Regions from separate parts of the Sus scrofa genome. Here region 1 is linked to region 2. The links are chromatin contacts, called in public HiChIP or PLAC-seq maps. All regions are on one chromosome and are shown on one strand. Each heading gives the region's core, a stretch centred on a gene start, on an enhancer-like site or on the middle of the called end of the contact. The rest is flanking DNA. Distances are from core to core; before and after follow the strand shown. Region 1 has its middle 22 kb from the start of CTBP2. Region 2 overlaps CTBP2 (C-terminal-binding protein 2).

Region 1 (2,700 bases), core at 198-2,697, 130 kb after region 2:
GGCTTTTTAGGGCTGTACCCACAGCCTATGGACGTTCCCAGGGTAGGGGTCGAATCAGAGCTGCAGCTGCCGGCCTACACCACAGCCACAGCAACGCTGTGGATCTGAGGCATGTCTGCGACCTGCACCACAGCTCAAGGAAACGCCGGATCCTTAATCCACTGAGCAAGGCCAGGGATCGAACCCACGTCCTCATGGACACGCACCAGGTTGGTTGACAGCTGAGCCACAACGGGGACTCCACCTGTGGTTTACCTACCATGGAAGCTGCTGATTTTTGAAGAGTAGGCTTGAGAGGGTGTTGGCGAAGGGAGCCCAGAGGACCTGGCTTTCCGTAAGTATAATTATATATTTGTAAAACCTCTGGTCGCATCTCTGAATTCAGATGGGAAGTCTATTTACTGTAATGTGAAATATCTTGGGGGAACACTGCATACAGATATCAGCAATTAACTCAATCTGAGAATGGCAATGTTTGCTGTTAACGGAGTACCACTCCAACACTCTAATTACGAATTCTGCCCAAAAGGCCAGTATCACAGGAAGCAGGAAGCCTCCTAATGAGGCAGGACTTTCAACATGGACTAAAAACTGAGATGCTGAGGGTCAGACAGGGAGACATGTGGATTGGATCTGAGCTGTGTCACCCAGGCTAAGGGCAGCCGTATACACATGGCGTCTGCCTGCAATAGGGACTCATCCTTTGTTCTGCCCACGAGAACAATGGGCCATCGGGACTCGCCAGCTCACACCTCCTCAGCAGCCCTTCACTGGGCTGGCGGGGCCTCTGACAACCTGCTGTCACTGGCACTTGGGGCCCGGGGTGACTTACCCTCCCAAGGGCAACCTCTACCCCCAGTCCACTGAGCTGTCTTGGAAGGGGAGCTTGGGGTGCAGTGGGAGGGGTGTGGGGTGTTTGGGAGCTTTGGAGGGGTCTTCCCATCCTACAGTTTCACTTGAAGCTCTGGAAGGCTGGGTTTGATGAATGAACTTTTCTGACCCAACTCCCTTTCCAGGGTGTGTGCCCAGAAGAAAACACTGTTTTGCAGACAGAGCAGGGTGTGCCCTGGGTTGGTTGGGAACCCTCCCAGTTAAGGTCTTGGTGGCATCAGGGGGAGCTATAAGCATCGGCGAAGCATGGTTTTCTCTTGTACCTGGACCACAGACTTCCTGTGGCCTTTCCTTTTTCTGCTCTGTTTTGTTATCAGCTGGCAGCAACTGATAAAAGTTTTACAGACCAGAAGCCAGTGGCCTGGACGCCACACTGGCAAAGAGAGGGAGGGCTGGCAAAACCAGCTGACTCTTGCTTTGATTCATGAGCCCAGGCCCACCGTCCTCACACACACACACACACACACACACACACACACACACACACACACCCCTGTGTCTCTCCTTGCCAAGTCTCTACTCATCTTACAGCACCTGTTTCAGAGCACGCCTCCCCTGGGAGGCTTGCCTGCCCCCTCAGACAGAGGTCAGAACTCCCTGCCTGGGGCCTTCTGGCTCCCCCCACCACTGCTCCCATTGCTTTGGGATTCACCCCTCAAGCCTGGGAGCTTCTGGGGAAAGATTTGTTCTTACCCACCTCTGCATCTGGAGCATTCTGTCCAGGGCCCGCCAACTCAAATGTGTGTCCTATGTGCATAGTGAACAGCAGAATTTCACAGAGTATCAGGCTTGTCTAAGCCCTGATCTCATTTTGCACTTGAACCCATACCCAGGGTTCATGAAGCCTTCCCAGGGCTCTGAAACTGCAAACAAGAAACGTGGCAGCTGATTCCCTCCTGGCTAGTTTCCAGAGGCTTCTAGATGTTCGGCAGCCCTTGGGACCCCACACTGGCACCAGAAGACCACGACGCAGCATACTGAGGGGTTGTCAAGGAGGAAATCTAATAAAGTAATGCAAATCTCTTTAACCAGAGACCCGGGGCACAAAATTGTTGTGCCCTCAACAGGGCTTCACATTCCAGAAATAATATGAAAATTACTAGGATAAAGCATTCGACTTTGTAAAACTTCTCATCAGCCGTTTTTTGTTGGCAGGGCAGCCGCAGGCAGCGAGGGGACAGCCACCCCTTGGCAGCTCTTCCACCTCTGCCATCGGAAGTGTCTGAGCCTCGGCAAGCACTGGTTGGCCCTCCCTCCCACGGAGCCAGTGCCTGGAGGAGAAGACCCAGGAGAGGCAGCGCCCGAACCTAAGGCTCCGAGATTCCCCTGGAGGGACAAAGGGCTGTGGGCCATGGCATCTGAGGGGGACTGAGAAGGGTGGACAGGGTTTCAGGGTGGGCTGATTGGGGACCAGAGAGGAATGGAGCGCAAAGAGGCTGTCAAGTGCCTGCCAATCCCTAGCCATCAAAGTTGGTCCAAATTCCTCCATCTGCCTTCCCGTCCTCCTTTGGAGTCTTCGGTGGCTCCCAGTTCAGCTCAGTACAAATTCCCATCGCACATTCAAGGCCTCCGCCGCGCTGCTTCTCCTGGCATCATCTGACATCTCTTCCTTCCTCCAGCCCGTGCACCTGCCTTCTGTCGGGACCCTCCCCTCCTCCATGGACACTTTCAGGGGTTCTTCCTGCTTCATCTCCCCGCCCCCTGCTGCAATGATGAGTCCATCGCAGTTGCCAAGGCAGCCCCTCCCGCACCAGCAGAGCGGGAGCTCAGGGAAGGTCGGGTTGCCTTGAGAAATCTCTCCTGGCGGGG
Region 2 (2,700 bases), core at 43-2,542:
AGCATGGATTTACGTTCTTAAAACCTCTGGTGATTTTTAAAGACACCCTCAAGTTTTCTTGATGCTGGTTCCAAGTCTGCAAAGATTAGGCCAATGAAGGAATTTACACAAAGTAAATGATAACTTCAATGATGCCTTTCGAAATGAAAATTCCGTTAAGACCCGTTAAACATGGGAACCGCCTTCAATTCTTTAAGAAAATCTACTTAAACATTATGTTGATTGAGGCCAACTTCTATGATATGCTAATTGATTAAGAGTTATGCTAATCAATTAATAGTACTGTCAAGTTCTCCGCATCAGCCCCTGGAGGCTTTAGAGTACATTCTACTGGGAAACCTGCAAATAGGGTAGATTCCAAGTTTGAGAGGTTGCCGCGAACGAAAAGAAGAAGAGGCGCCCGCAGACCCAGCAGCATGGTCCTTGAGCCCTCGCATTTCCAGAGCCTGGAGCCCCTGAAGGAATGAGTCCTCTCGACCATAACCCACAAGGCTCTCCCCATGGAGCCTCCCAACCTTTGAAAGACCCGGCAGCACAGCACCCACTGCCACAGGCAAGGACGCTTGGTGGTTGGGGAAGGGGAGGGGTGTCATCCAGCAGATCAGGTACCGCCCGTCATCAGAGCCTTGAAAATGCTGGTCCACCCACCCCCAAAGAACCTGCTGCCGCTTCACTGACCCCAAAGAAAGCCAGGGCTTCGGGCTACCTCGAAAGAACCTGTTTGAGAATCTTCAGAAGACAGACAACCATGAACAAGCGATGACAAGGTGGCTGGACTCTGATCTGAGCTTCAGTTTGTTAACTGTACCGGAAGGACCCACTAAAGTCCAGATAAACAAAAGCACGCAGTGGGCAACACATGGGTTTAGCCTTTGGTTGACATAACACCACAATTAACAACAGAATTATTATTATTTGTCCTTCCTAGGGCCGCACCGTTCCTAGCCTAGGGGTCTAATGGAGCTGTAGCTGCCTGGGAACTTCCATATGCCCTCGGGTGTGGCCCTATAAACACAAAAGACCAAAACCAAAACCAAAACCAAACAAAAAAGAAAACAAAAACCAAAGCCAAAACCAAACCAAAAAAAAAACCCCATCTACACTTCAATAGAGCCTGGAGCTTTACTTGGGTTCCCGGAGCCTCCTCCACCCCACCAGGCTGCTCATATTCCCCCCCCCACAATGCCCAGCAGTCTAACCGTAGTGCAACAAGGTCACACCCAGGTCACATGGCCTCGATCTGAGCCGTGGGCCTGATGCCCTGGGGCTGATGCAACACCGTGTCCCAGAGAGACAGGCACAGACAGCTCAAGGGTTGGTCCACAGCCCTGTCCAACACCAGAGGCCAGGCAGGTGGCAGCCAGGGCCTGTGCCATGTTCTAACAGACCCCGGAGCCACCCATTAGCACTTCTGCACCAGGACAGATGAACATGCATATACGACCCCCACTGGATTAATATAAATAAATATATTATATTCACAAATATAATATCCTCTCAACAATTCACACCAAGTCAAAAGCTGCCACCAAATAAGTTACAAAGAATTAAAGATTTGAAGATGTAAAAGATTTAATATAATAAAAGTTTTCTACAGCTTGGATGTGAGGTTAAGGAATTGTGGGCCCATGATTTTTTTTTTTAATGGCCATATGGAAGTTCCTGGGCCAGGGGCTGAATCTGAGCTACAGCTGCAGCACTGCTGGATGCTATAACCCACTTTACTGAGCTGGGAATCGAACCTGAGCCTCTGCAGTAACCTGAGCCATTGCAAGTGGGATTCTTAATCCACTCTGCCACTGTGGGAACGCCCTATCATTTTATTTGTTCCCACCTAAGCTCCATCAAAATAGTCTCCGTGGCTTTGAAGAAGACAAATGAAAAACGAAGACCCTGTCATCTGTGTCCAGCTTGTAAGCGAGTCTTTAGCAAAAGGAATCCCAGTGCTGGTGGAGACGTGTCCCGTGAGCTCGCAGGCTGCCTGAGGAGGGAGCAGGTGTGAAAACCATGCTTCCAGGGGGACCGTCTCCTCGGCCAGCAAACAACTTCTGAGTGAATCCTTCTTTCTGGTTTAGATTTAGAAACTGCATCTTCTGGAGTTAAATGCAAAACTCAAGAATTCTAAATATTTTCACTTGCTAAAAGCTTGCATCAAGAACAGAGAACTTGAGCAGAAACAATTCTTGCTTTTCCTAATTGGTTGTTTTATTGGTGACATAATGAAAATTAAGTGTTGGTGAGGAAAAGGAGATGCTTCGGTGTTAAGAATTTTCGCACATTTTTAAGCACCTGACTTACAAGTATGCTTTAGAAATAAACATACTCATTTCCAGACCAAAGCAGCCTTTAAAAATAAAAAAGCAAAACAAAACGAAACCAGAAAAAGGATAAAGGCAAATAAGCAAAACTTCCTCCAAGCAAAGACGTATAAAAGGACCCGTTTATTTCCATGGTGTTAGGCCTCAGGAGTCCAAAGAACCACAGATGAACTTTCACGATCCCGATTTTCTGATGACCCTTCCCCCCTTTGGCAAGGGGGGTCTGTTGCTGAGAGGTTGGGCTGAGCAGGGTGAAGGGATTAGAGTCCTCGGATTCCACAGGGACAGAGGAAGTTTCACTCTGACCCAACAACTCACCTTTTGTCACACACTGGAGGCAAGAAACGACGGTAGGATGCTTATATCTGAGTGAGTAAGAGAG

What was found. HiChIP or PLAC-seq counts read pairs in DNA pulled down with a chosen protein or histone mark.
Region 1: a contact with region 2 is called in an H3K27ac HiChIP or PLAC-seq map of skeletal muscle. The contact joins two enhancer-like sites. A contact is called at or near these places in 2 of 2 datasets of contacts at active chromatin or transcription factors (alveolar macrophages and skeletal muscle).

The regions. Positions count from the first base shown.
Region 1 is chr14:134,509,419-134,512,118 of Sscrofa11.1, forward strand. No RefSeq gene overlaps it. Among named protein-coding and RNA genes, the nearest start is that of CTBP2, 22 kb to the left of the region's middle. Within about 2 kb of position 1,448, at least 4 of the 83 cell types and tissues checked have an H3K27ac peak or open chromatin away from gene starts, as enhancers often do. A contact at or near this core is called in skeletal muscle, where this site is marked.
Region 2 is chr14:134,380,574-134,383,273 of Sscrofa11.1, forward strand. The region is part of intron 2 of CTBP2 (C-terminal-binding protein 2); the gene reads right to left. Among named protein-coding and RNA genes, the nearest start is that of CTBP2, 110 kb to the right of the region's middle. Within about 2 kb of position 1,293, at least 16 of the 83 cell types and tissues checked have an H3K27ac peak or open chromatin away from gene starts, as enhancers often do. A contact at or near this core is called in skeletal muscle, where this site is marked.